Regions from separate parts of the Ovis aries genome. Here region 2 is linked to region 1. The links are chromatin contacts, called in public Hi-C maps. All regions are on one chromosome and are shown on one strand. The core of a region is the stretch at or near the end of the contact, and the rest is flanking DNA. Distances in the headings are between cores, read along the strand shown.

Region 1 (6,597 bases), core at 4,024-6,523:
TGTTTCTTCCTCATTATATGTTTTTAATGGATTTCATTCGTTTTGGAGGAGATAGTATGCTAAGTGAATTCAGTGATTTGGAATTAATATTTATTTACAGAAATCATAGTTTTTCATAAAAATATTTTAAAGTGATTGCTAATTATTCTCACAGACAAAAAAGCTTGTCTTTTTAAATGCCAGGATTGGGTTGCCATGTTTTACTCTGAATACAACACCTGGAGAAAATCATTTAAGGGTGACTTTGGTTTTGGTCCTTTTTAAGACTGCCTGTAATTGCTTTTGCATTGAGCTGTATTCATGAATGTGCATTCATCAAAGAATGAAGAGCAATGTGACATTTTCAAGTTTTACTAAGTCAACTAGCATCCGTTGCCATAGTACTCAGAAATGAGGAAACCAGGAAAAGGCAGAGCTGGTTTTCATTATGTGTTGAAAGAGGTCAGAAGCATTAAAGTGTCAGAGCAAAAAAACAGAAGAAAAAAAAAAAAAACCAGATGAAGAGAAAGTGAGTTACTTTGAAAATGGTTATTAATGAGTATAAAAAGCAAACATAACAGCCAGCATTTTTTGAAAGGCAACAAGATATGAAAAAGATATACTAAAGGGAAGGGTGGCCTCATTATTTTCAAAAAGCATGCACAGTGTCCTAACTTTCCCTTTTCTTTGTAAAGAGAAAAGGAATCTCCATACACCTAATGTCTTCTAATTTGAGAAGACTCTCTTCTCTATTAGAAAATGGATCAGGCTGGTTTCTGCCTTGGTTAAAAAAAAAAAAATTAATAATCTGAGCATAATTTGTGCCCTTAAAATATCCTTTGAGTAAAATGCATATTGAAATATGTACTTGATTATTGGGTCTAGAACTTTGTAAATTTGTATATTTAAAATTACAGATCCAACATTATTTAAATACTGTGGCTTCAGAACCTGTCCTTACAATTCCTTGATCTCAACATTCAGAAAACTAAGATCATGGCATCTGGTCCCATCACTTCATGGCAAATAGATGGGGAAACAATGGAGACAGTGAGAGACCTTATATTTTGGGGCTTCAAAATCACTGCAGATGGTGACTGCAGCCGTGAAATTATAAGACTTTTGCTCCTTGGAAGAAAAGCTATGACAAACCTCGACAGCATATTTAAAAGCAGAGACATTGCTTTACCAACAAAGGTCTGTCTAGTCAAAGTTTCGGATTTTCTAGTAGTCATGTGTGCCTAGGAAAGTTGAATTATAAATAAAGCTGAGGGCCAAAGAACTGATGCTTTTGAACTGCGGTGTTAGAGAAGACTCTCGAGAGTCCCTTGGACTGCAAGGTGATCAAGCCAGTCAATCCTAAAGGAAATCAGTCCTGAATATTCATTGGAAGAACTGATGCTGAAGCTGAAGCACCAATGCTTTGGCTACCTGATGTGAAAAACTGTCATTGGAAAAGACCCTGATGCTGGGAAAGACCCTAATGCAGGAGAAGAAAGTGAAAGTGAAGTCACTCAGTCGTGTCCGATTCTTTGAGACCCCGTGGAGTGTAGCCTACCCTACCAGGCTTCTCCCATCATGGGATTCTCCAGGCAAGAATACTGGAGTGGGTTGCCATTTCCTTCTCCAGGGGATTTTCCTGACCCAGGGATCGAACCCAGGTCTCCTGCACTGGAGGCAGATGCTTTCACCTCTGAGCCACCAGGGAAGAATGGGACCACAAAGGATGAGATGGTTGGATGGCATCACTGACTTGATGGACATGAGTTTGAGCAAGTTCCAGGATTTGGTATTATACAGGGAAGCCTGGCGTGCTGCAGTCCATGGGGTTGCAAAGAATGGGACATGACTGAGCAACTGAACTGAATTGAACTGATAAATTTTGATGATACAAAATTTATGGTATACAGGCCACATATTTTGGTATCATCATTTTTCCAAATCTCCCTCTTTCATGATCAAGATTTCTAGAATTTACTTCTTTAGTCTCCACATATTATTCTCACATCTGTCATTTTTTTATAAGCTGAATTTTGTCCTCAGTCACCATCCCAGAGATTTGACCTCCTTCGATACATACTTCTGCTTGCCTCCAGAGTCTCCATGGTCTTGACTTTTTGTCATAACTGCCATTTCTTTCCCCAACCTTCTTCCTGATCTTTGAGCGTTGTTGGAGAAAGCTAAAATAAAATGGTTGATTGGATGCACTACAATCTAAGCTCCTGAAGATCATGTAGGTCTGTATCACTGCTGAGAAAACTAAAATTTCCCAATTTCACTATTTTCATTTGCAAATTTCTTCAAGTCTCCCTAATTTTAGCCTGAAGTCCCATTGTTGTTGTTCAGTCACTCAGTCTTGTCTGATTATTTGTGAATGCATAGACTGCAGCATGCCAGGCCTCCATGTCTTTAACTATCTCCCAGAGTTTGCTCAAATTTATGTCCATTGAGTTGGTGATGCTATCTAACCATCTCATCCTCTGCCACCTTCTTCTTTTGCCTTCAATCTTTCCCAACATCAGGGTCTTTTCCAATGAGTCAGCTCTTTGCATCAGGTTGCTGAAGTATTGAAGCTTCAGCTTCAGCATTAGACTTTCCAATGACTATTCAGGACTGATTTCCTTTAGGATTGACTGGTTTGATGTCCTTGGAGTCCAAAGGACTCTCAAGAATATTCTGCAGCATCACAGTTCAAAAGCATCAGTTCTTTGACACTTAGCCTTCCTTATGGTCCAACTCTCAAATCTGTACATGACTACTGGAAAAACCATAGCTTGGACTAGATGGACCTTTGTCAGCAAAGTAATGTCTCTGCTTTTTAGTATGCTGTCTAAGTTGGTCATAGCTAATCTTCCAAGGAGCAAGTGTCTTTTAATTTCTTGGCTACAGTCACCATCTGCAGTGATCTTGGACCCCAAGAAAAATAAAGTCACTATTTCCATTGTTTCCCCATCTATTTGCCATGAAGTGATGAGAGACTGGATGCCATGATCTTCATTTCTGGCCAACTTTTTAACACTCCTCTTCCACCTTCATCAAGAGGCTCTTTAGTTCCTCTTCATAAGGGTGGTGTCATCTGCATATCTGAGGTTATTGATATTTCTACTGACTATACTGATTCCAGCTTGTGATTCATCCAGTCCAGGATTTCACATAATGTACTCTGCATGTAACTTAAGTAAGCAGGGTGACAATATACAGCCTTGACGTACTCCTTTCCCAATTTGCAACCAGTCTGTTGTCGTTCCACGTCTGGTTCTAACTGTTGCTTCTTGGTCTGCATACAGCTTTTGCAGGAAACAGGTAAGGTGGCCTGGTATTCCTATCTATTTAAGAATGTTCCACAGTTTTTTGGTGATCTACACCATCAAAAGCTTTAACGTAGTCAATGAAGCAGAAGTAGATGTTTTTCTGGAATTCCCTTGTTTTTTTCTATGATTCAGCGGATATTGTCAATTGATCTTTGGCTCCTCTGCTTTTTCTAAATCCAGCTTGTAGATCTGGAATTTCTCTGTTCACGTACTGTTGAGGCCTAGCTTGGAGAATTTTAAGCATTACTTTTCCAGCATGTGAAAAGAGTGCAATTGTGTGGTAGTTTGAACATTTTTTGGCATTACCTTTCTTTTGATTGGAATGAAAACTGACCTTTTCCAGTCCTGTGGCTGCTGCTGAGTTTTCCAAATTTGCTGGCATGTTGACTTCAGGACTTTAACAGCGTCATCTTTCAGGATGTGAATTAGCTCAGCTGGAATTCCATCACCTCCACTAGCTTTGCTCATAGTGATGGTTTCTAAGGCCCACTTGACTTCGCACTCCAGGATGTCTGGCTCTATGTGAGTGATCATACCATTGTGGTTATCCGGGTCATGAAGATCTTTTTTGTACAGTTCTTCTGTGTATTCTTGCCACCTCTTCTTAATATCTTCTGCTTCTGTTAGGTCCATACTGTTTCTATCCTTTATACACATTCTGAAATTATTCTGTTCTCCTCCTCTGTATTTATGTTGTTGTTGTTTAGTTGCTCAGTAGTGTCTGACTCTTTTGCGACCCATGGACTATAGCTTGCCAGGCTTCTCTGTTCATGGGATTTCCCAGGCAAGAATACTGGAGTGGGTTGACATTGCTTTCTCTAGAGAATCTTCCCAAGCCAAGGATCAAACTTGTTCTCCTTCACTGGCAGGGGATGCTTTACCATGAGCCACCTGGGAAGCCCGCTCTGTATTTATGATTAATGTTAAATGAAATGGTCCTTCAGCTTCCTGTTTTACCTAAAAATGTACCTTCATTGTCACTCACTTTCTTTTTTTTTTATTTTCCATCTCTGTGAATCAACAGCACACCCTCCACCCAGGCTCTTAATTGCATCTTCTTTGTATTCTAAATTGCAACTAGGAATCATGATGGGTTAAATAGGACCCTAATCTAGCAGTAATGCAAGCCTAAGGAAAACCCTCTGTAGTTGCTGTGTGTAGATAATGCATTCAACATCATTCTAGGACTTTCTCTGGGAAATATTAGCCATTTAAAATAGTCCTGTTAATATCATAGTTCTGATTAGAACCAGAGATTAATAGTTATCTAACAGCAAGCACTTTTTTTTAGAATAGGTTGAGTTAAAAAAAAATAAGCAAACAAACCTCTCATTAGCACTACTTTGAGCTGTGTTCCTTTATCTTTTGTCTTTTATAATTAACAAGAGTCTGAAACTAGTAGTTCATATGAAATGTTATACCATTTTACATAAATACATTAATTAGAACATTATTTAAAAAAAACCTCTCATGCTAGAAATATCCATAATTTTCCCCCTACAGTTAGAAAAATTGAAATTGAGATAGGGATTTCCTTATACTACAATGGAAAAAGGTGGGGAGGAGAATGTGCCCCCAGATAAATTAAACTTGTATCTTGTCATTTAATGTTCATCTCAGTGAAGCATATTTGTTGATAATATTTTCAAATGCAACAAATATTATGAAATGACACAGACATGTCAACATTAAGGTAAGAGAATTTTTAAAATGAAAATGTCAGACTCAGATGAGATGGTGACTCAGAAAGCAGAAATTCAAAAACTGACTCATAGTAAAATTTGCCAAGCTGCCTGAGGCACTTCCCCATCTGTATGTGTAACATGTATTCAGCTATTGTAAAGTTTCTCTAACAGTCTTGGGAAGGGCTATGACAGTAACAAGGAAGATTGATAGCAGATTCCATGGGTCTTTGTTAATCACTTTAAAGAACACTGCTTTGTACTCTCTCGTGTTGTGTCTGGAAATATATATGCTCACCACACCATATTGAAAACTTTTATCCTATTACCCATCTGCTGCCAGTAAATGATCAGTTTAAATGCAAAAATGGGTGATAGGGGTGTGAAACTTAAAGAATTGCCAAGAACACCATTTTTCTAGCCCTCGTTCTATGAATCACCTTTTAGGAAATGAAAGAACCTAATGCATACCACATTTTGAAATGTTTCCTTAGGGGATTTAAATCATATTTCATGTAACTTGAGTTAGATGATAATGACAAGCCTGTCTTCAAACATTAGAGATGGTAATTTTGAATATATAGATTTGGCATAGTGAGTATTATTTGTTTTTCATCATAGAATATGTGATGAAACTCATTATTAGAATATGGAGTTTAGGAAAACATGTTTCCTTCCATTTAGCTGGAGGTATTTCTCTTACTAGTTGATCAGTTCCCAAGATCTATAGTCAGGTAAATAAAAAGCCCTTAAGAGTTTCAGCAAGAGGAACAAAAATATAGTGGTGAGACATTTCATTTGTTGGGGAGATAGAATTTATTTCCTCAATTACTTGTGACCATCTGCAGGTTATAAAGAGGAATGTACATTAGCACAATTAACCATCTCTTTTTGCTTTTAATTGTGTTCGTGGATTCATTTCTAAGTATTATAATCAGTTTTTCTTTGGTGTCAGAAGTTAAGGCCAATGCCAAACTTATTTTGGGGAATAAAGAGATTACATAGGTAGTAGATTTTCTTCAGTGCTTCTAGAAGTAATAAATAATAGCAAAATAAAGATACAATTAGTCATACCAATAAGTTGCTCATTAGAAATATTTTGAAAAGACTAGACCATTTCCAAATTGGAAAAAAATATATTCAGTTCTATAGAACAGTTGCAATTTGCTCTCATGGTGGAATGACTAGTTGGGACCAGCAAACAGTATAACACAGTTGTTAAATGTAAGGTATAAATAGGCAGAGTGTCTGGGTCAAATCCTGGCTGTATCACTTAACAATTGTGTGATTTGGGGCAAGTTTCTTTATCTGTATAGCTATAACACTTATACCAGACTCTTAAGATTACTTTAAATGTTAAGCATTAAATTCACGAATCAGCAAAACTTTACTTCCATACATGTACCACCCCACCATTTACAAATTTCTTGAATAAAACTGTACAGCCCTTCAGATGAATCATGAATGAATCCTAAGAATATAATCTACTTTGTAGAATGATAAAATCTCCTTGAAAGAGATCTACAGCTCTGGAGAAGCATAATCTAAGAGAAACAGCCTATGTCAAGAAGGAGAATCAAACTCATTTTCTTTGTAAGGAATGTAGATGTCTGACTGACTACATT
Region 2 (7,420 bases), core at 4,702-7,201, 78 kb before region 1:
TTGTGTCAATGAGTCAACTTTCTACAACTGAAAAAATAACTTAGGAAATATTGGTATTATACCCATGATATGTTTCCATTTTATGAAATAATTTAAGTTGGGTAATTATATTATTGAAAATTAGGGATCAATATTCAAAATTTGAGTTCCATCAGTATTATAGAATCATAGCAATTCAGCCAACTTTTTCATTTCCTGGATAAGAATAACAAAACTGTTTTTCTATGAGCAAATTGTCTGAGGCCATATATATTCCACTAGTTTTTTCAAGAATTTCTCTTTAAATTGGTCTAGAGAATTTATGAATTTAACAAAAACAAACAAAAAACCCCCAGCATGAGTGACTGTGTATCAGCTTTCAGTGAACATTGATTGTAGCCCTTAATGCCACTAGAAGTCTTTCCCATACATCATCCTGTCAGAAATGCAGTATCTGTTACAGTAATAGCATAATTAAATAAGCAGCATTCCACTGGTTCTCAGACAGGTAGTAAGACTTTAGAAGGGCAAAACAAATACACCCCTCAAGGTATTAAAAAAACAACAACAACAAACTTACTTTATATTATTCTTGATAGATTTGTGTTTCTGAGTAGAGGCATGGGTTCAAATCTCACCTCTAAAATATACAAATTGCTTGATTTTGTATACTTTTTTTTTTTAACCTTTATAAGCTTCTGTTTTCAAAGCTTAAAAAAAAAAAAAAAAAGAACACTACTGTTACTACCATCACCACTAATTGCTATGCCAGAGTGCTGGGAGAGGGAGTGCAGGTCCTGAACTCATGAGCCCAGAGGAAGCACTGGGGCATCACTGGTAACTGTGACTGTGACTGTGACTGCCTGGATTAATACTCCTGCAGCTGCTGCCACCGTTACGACTACAGTTTACGAGAGCTAGCATTTCTATTTACTGATTTCCACTGAGTTTCGGTGGCTCTCTGAAGCTCCCTGAAGTCTATTTCCTAAACTATCTTATTTATCTGTATTTAGGAAACAGTTGTTCATGGACTCACACAGGTAATACAGTTTTGTTCTCCTTTTCTTTCATTTATCACTTCATTTATTCATTTATCAAGTGGCAGTTATTTGATCAACATTCAGTGGAATTTAGAAATATAAGTAGCCAAAGGAATAGGTTCTGAAGGGTTGATTTAATATTATAGTCTTTAGTAACAGGGTTGCTACAGTGAGGCAGTCAGTATTTACTCAGCTGGATCCGAGAGTTTCTACTGTAGGATTAGAGAGGAGGGACTCTACGGAAAACGTGGCTCACAACTTAATAGGGTCTCCTCCATCTAGCTGTGTACGTATAAATTCCCCTCTTGGACTCTGGCCCCTCCTTCATTACAGTGGAGACATAAAATGAAAGGTGGCAAAAAATATTCCATGCTTGCCAGCTACAAAGATGCATTCTTTTGCCTATTTTTAGTGATTGAAGTATACCATTCCCTAGAGTATTTTCATCTCTGATTATGTGAGTTAGTTCCCATCACAGGAAATGTGTCCTCCAAATTATAGTCCTGCTTACCACTAGGCACCAAAACAGGCTGTCTGAAAAAAAAACCACCACCCAGTAATTTGACAGAATTGCTCAAGAGTGCCCTATGGCAGTAGTGGATGAGGGAGAAAGAGGAGGGAAGTGGTGTGGTTTTTTTTTATCCTCCTCTCCCCACTCCTTCCTTCTTGTCCTCTTAAGCTTTCCTGTTTATTCCCTTTCTCTACCAACTGCTTACTATGAATTTTAATTAAACAATATAAAATTGTTTCAATTTATGTTCATTACTGATAGTGTGCATATAGCTACTTTAGTACAAAGAAAAAATAAAAGCATGGGAGAAACCACTCTACTCCCACTGGGGCAGTAGACCTGAAAATAAGGATTTATCTATCACCACACTCTTACCTGCTGGAATTCTCCCATCTGTAAGAAACAGATCACTGAATCCTTCACCCAGCAGCCTGTCTATTGGAGAATCTCGCCCCAGATCATAATCACTGTCTCCTGCTTCACTGTCACCACGGCCGCTGTCTTTCAGGCTAAATTTGTCCATGTCTTGAAGGGCATATCTGGAAAGAGAAGTCAGGGAAAGCATAGATTTTACTCTTCAGCATTAGGTTACTGGAGATATAATAGGTAACAGGAGGGTCATTCATACCTATAGCTCCTGGAATATTTGTTTCCTCTAAAACTTGGCCTTGGCTGATACTGTCCCTGGTGAAGCATTGAAAGAAGCTGGGAGACCTGCTGGAAACCAAACAGACTGTATTGATTCCTGGACACAAATCCCCCAATACTCAAAAGCTTTAAGCAAGCAACTACAGTTACTACTCACTACTTCATCCTAATTAATTGAACACATTATCTTCATTTTAAAGACCTACACATGCTAGACTCTGATAGACCATGCAACCAGCCACCAAACAGAAATGAAATAAGTCCCAGAGAGATTTAGATGTTATCATACAGCTGACATTTTCTTTTTGAAAGGGGATTCCTTTATTTAAACAATGACTGATTACCTTTATTTTATTGTTCAGGTTAAAGTGATCAGTTATAAAAATACATGGGAAATGCTGTAAAAATATATGGGAAATGCTGTAAAACACATGTAGTCAAAATAATGTCAGAAAAATTTCAAAAGTTGAACAAATACACATGCACTGGGATGGGATTCTGGAAGCCTCCATTTTTAAATTTTTCTTAAGAGACCATAACTATGAGAATTAGAGCAAGCCCCTTTGTTTCTGGCTTGAAATATCATAGTCTGAGGATAAGGGGACTCTAATTAGATAGTCCTTTGCTAGCTTCACATTTACTTTTCGACATTACACATAGTACATGCAAGCAGATTCTTTATGAAAAACTTCAGACCAGCATGCTGAGGTGTGTATATTTGCTTTATCTACATAATGTAACGTGCGTCCTATTTAATTTCCATTTTGTTAGTACTGTTACTTAGTAATGGAAACATTTAAGAACTAAGGCATAGACAAACTTCTGACCACTAACAACTGAGTGTGTCAGTGAATAGGTGCAGGGTGTGATCTTACCTCAACAGCAGGGGTGGCATGGGTGAGTTCTAATGAGAAATTCTCTGGCACGTGGTTTGATGAGATGGTCACCAAACTGTTGAGGGACTGGTGACTGTTGTGACTCTGCCGGCTGCCCATTTGCCCTCTTTCTAAGGTGGGAGATGAAGACGGAGATGACCTGTGATGAGATCTGATGGGCAGGGTGCCGTTAACGGTAGGCACCAATGTGATGTCCCCTTTGTGGATCTGCCTGGAGGGTCTTTTAGGGTGATGCTGGTATGTCGATTCTGCTACCCTGCAGTTGTAGGATCTAGTGTCTTTTTTTTCTCGGTTACACCTAGTTGCAAACAGCACCATAATAACCAACAACACTGCACAAATTGCTCCTAAGGAAATGATTATAATCATGGAGACATCCAAGGGTGCCTGGCTTACTGAGGTCATTGCTGTACTTGTCACCGACTCTGCATATTCAAAGATCACACACTTCAGAAGGACTTTGGTATGCAGCTGAGGATTGCCTTTGTCCTGGATGACAACTGAGAGCTCCCATTCTGTGTAGGGAACAGATTCCATGCTTACGTTGGTATGGATGTCACATGATCGTGGATCAATTACAAAGATATTCTCCTCATTACCTGCTACTATGGAGCAGCTGAGTTCTGCATTCACACCAGAGTCTCTGTCAATTGCCCTAATTCTTGTGACATGAAAGCCGCTTTCAGCCCCTTTGGGGATGGAGATTTCTGCCGTGTTATTGCGCAGTGCAGGCCCTATAACCACAGGGACATTGTCATTTTCATCAATGATGGTGAGCACAACAGTGGTATTGCTTACAAGTTGCTTTGGACTTCCACCATCTCTTGCTTCGACCACAAAAGTGATCTGACTCACCTCCTCATGGTCAAATATTCTGAGGGCATAGATGGCTCCATTAGATGGGTCAATGGTTACATATGTAGTTATGGAACTTCCCAGGATAAAACTCTCCAAAATGGTATACGTCACTTGCCCATTTTCTCCAAGATCAGGATCTGTGGCTGTAACGGTGGTGATATACGCCCCGGGTGAGTTATTCTCTGAGATTGCAAATTCATATCGACTTCTCTGGAAGTGGGGTGGATTGTCATTTATATCATTGATTTGAACAGTAAAATGTTTTACTGTAGAGAGACTGGGTGTCCCCTTGTCCTCAGCAATTACAGTCAAACTGTATTCAGATCTCTTTTCTCTATCCAGCGTGGCATTCGTCAAGATTAAATAATTGTTTTCATAAGTCTTCTGAAGTTTAAAGTGACCATGTCCATGAAGCTTACAAACTATTTCTCCATTCAGCCCAGAATCCTTGTCCTGAACCCTGACCAAGGCAACAAATGTGTCAATAGGATCCCCTTCAAAAATATAAGAAATTTCTTCTTTTCCAGGGGACATGAGGTTTATGCTAATTTCAGGTTTATTGTCATTAACATCCACAACCTTAATTATAATTTTGCAATGTGCTGGGATTGAATTTGGACCCAAATCTTGAGCCTGAACATCAATCTCATAGGATTTGGTGATTTCATAATCCACCTGCTTGAAAAGAGTCAAATGTCCTCTTTCTGAATCAATCTTAAAAGTCTCTATAATTTTGGGAGACACATGACTGCTGAAGGAATAGACAATTTTCCCATTAGCGCCCTCATCTGGATCAGTGGCATTCAGATCAAGGAGCAAAGTGCCAACAGGGGAGTTTTCTAAGAGTTGTATTATATAAGACTGCTGCTCAAAAGCAGGGCTGTTGTCATTAGAGTCTGAAATACTGATTTTTAGTATGGATGAGCCAGACCTCTGAGGCACCCCCATGTCGGAGGCGGTGAGCTGAAGCTCATAGCTTGACTTCAGTTCCCGATCCAGCTCTCTGACCACTATGAGTTCTGCATACTTCGCTCCATCAGTCCTGGTTCGAACCTCGATATTAAAAAAATCATTGGCAGAAAGAGAATACGTATGGAGGGAATTTTCCCCAACATCTGGATCAAATGCACTGTCTAGAGGGATACGGGTCCCCACGGCCGCGCTTTCTGAAATCTCAATAGGTATGAGAGATCTTGAAAACTGGGGCGAATTGTCATTAATATCCAGCACTTCAACTTCAATATGGAAAAGCTGCAGATGCTCAGTGGGCAGAGTGATCACATCAAACTCTATGGAACAGTTCAAGTTTTTCTGGCATAGTTGCTCGCGGTCAATTTTTGATCCTATGCTGATTTCCCCGTTATCCTCGTTGACCACGAGTAGAGGATAATTTCCCCGTTGCATGGCTCGGAAGCGAACAGTAGAAGGATTAGGTAGCTTAACTAACACATCAGCCACATCCTCTGATAGTCTTGCAATTACCGATCCAACCCTCTGCTCCTCATAAATCCTGTATTTCAAATTCTTGCCCAGCACATCCAAGTTGAAAGACACCACCAAGAGTGCAAAAACAAACGTAAAGTGCATTTTAGCATTCATTTGGTACATCGGTCAGTTTATGAGATTCAGCTCACAGAGCAAGTTAAAACAGAAAACCAATCCCCTCAACTTCCTTTGGCAACTTAAAGCTAAGCTATATTTGGTACCGGAAACTTGAAAGCGTCTCTTAATAACACAGCACAGCAATTAACAGCTCGCAAACTTTTGCTTTATACACACCGTGTCACGCCTTCCAGATATTACCGGCATGGAGTCCAGCCCTTGCATTTGTTTGGCCGTTCGTCCTCTTGGCAGGAAAAGAAGTGTCACCTCCGCGTTTTCCCCCTTGTGTAGTCGGAATCCATCTATTGCAGGGTGCCGGCAGAGTCCGCAATGGATCTTTCCCGAGTGATTCTCTCTCCCTTTCTCTGCTCGGCTGCAGACTAAACGCCCGTGATTGCTGACTCCAGTCTAAAATCTGTACAACTTCACTTCAACTCAGACAAAGCTCTCTGGCCCGGCGTGTGTTGAATCGCTTCCAGCCAATCAGCGTCCTTCCAAATCAAAAGCTGATGGAGTCCCCAAAGCGAGGGCTGGGCAGACTGACGAGGAGGGTGGGAGAAGGAGAGAGACGGGGAGGGCTGGGGGGCGGGGGCTGGGGGCGCGGGAGAGAGCGAGCCTGGGAGAGCAGGGCCGGTGGGGGCTGGGGGAGCAGGATGCGGGAGGCTCCGTGACTGCTCCTGCCTTCCTCCACCCTCTCCCTTCCTCCTCGGCATCTACTGCATTCACTTTCTCTGAGCGTGCCACGACAAAGGAGAGACAAATTACAGAAGAAAAACTTTAAATCAACTTCTGGTCGCCTTTATTTATTTGGTATTTTAAATTGCCCTGGTTTTCTTAATTGCCCTTTCTTCTTCCGCAAACATGTAATCATCTTGCTTTTCATAGTCCTTAAGTACTGGTTTAACTTAAAATACCTCTAAGTGCATTTTTTTGGTGGAGGAATTTAATAAAATTTGAAAACTTGCTTCTAATTAGGCTTGTTTGCCCGCCTCCTTCCCCTCCCCCTCTGTAAATACTTGGGTCTTTCTCCTTTTGTGAGCACAAGCAGATTTTCTTGTGCTCTGTTTTAAAGAACAGAACTAGTAAAGAGGTTTCATTTTCTGTTTTTCTTTCATCTTTATTCTTTGAAGATAAGAAAAAGGCTATTTTCCACTCTTGATTTCTCTTAATTAGCAAGATTTAAAGGAACACCTTAAGATTCGAAACTAATTAACAATATAGTTCTACCTTATAACACTTTTTGCCTGGAGTTTGGCCAAAATTGGCTATGATATTTCTTTGCCCTGTACTTCAAAAAATCCTATTTACCTTTGGTAAAAGACATTTCATGGTTTAGCATGTCAATTTCTACGGAAAAAATACTAGACTATCTATACATGGTGAATCTTCACAATGAATACTGGGGGGACACGGACTCAGAAATTTACAAGTCAAATTTTTATAATATATGTATTATTTATGAAAACACTTTTAGGATTTGTATTTTAAAAACCCAAAGCTTGTTTACATTGAAAAATAAGATGCCTGAGCTGAAAATTGCATTTTGTGTGCATCAAAATGCTAAGGAAATATCATGGGAGTCTTGTGCTCTATCCAGGTCACAGAAACTGATATGGTATTCTTATTTGAAAATATGATTATTTATGATGTTCTTTCTGCTCTGCAATTCCTTTTAAGTTTATCATCATGGCTCTATTCTTAATGCTTTTTTTCATACCTCTTGCATTATTCCTCAGCTGTCTTCATCCACTTGCATATTTGCTGTTTCACATAATCTCACTGTCACTTTTTTCCCATTTATTTTCTCCCACTCTCTCTTTTGCCCCCTAGAAACATATAAAAAAAGTAATTTTCTGATTTTTCCACTTTGCTTACTCTCAGCAGAG

What was found. A called contact is a pair of places that touch in the nucleus more often than the background predicts.
Region 2: a contact with region 1 is called in a Hi-C map of skin fibroblasts, with 2.4 times the contacts expected there. The contact joins the promoter of PCDH18 here to the enhancer-like site in region 1. A contact is called at or near these places in 2 of 16 Hi-C or Micro-C datasets (skin fibroblasts and tail adipose tissue).

Annotation. Positions count from the first base shown.
Region 1 is chr17:20,278,462-20,285,058 of ARS-UI_Ramb_v3.0, reverse strand. No RefSeq gene overlaps it. Among named protein-coding and RNA genes, the nearest start is that of PCDH18, 76 kb to the left of the region's middle. Within about 2 kb of position 5,273, at least 5 of the 54 cell types and tissues checked have an H3K27ac peak or open chromatin away from gene starts, as enhancers often do.
Region 2 is chr17:20,356,025-20,363,444 of ARS-UI_Ramb_v3.0, reverse strand. PCDH18 (protocadherin 18) reads right to left here and starts at 5,951. Exons shown (of 5, transcript XM_060400654.1): 1 at 5,712-5,951; 2 at 3,054-5,456; 3 at 2,159-2,244; 4 at 1,906-2,069. The coding sequence starts at 5,759.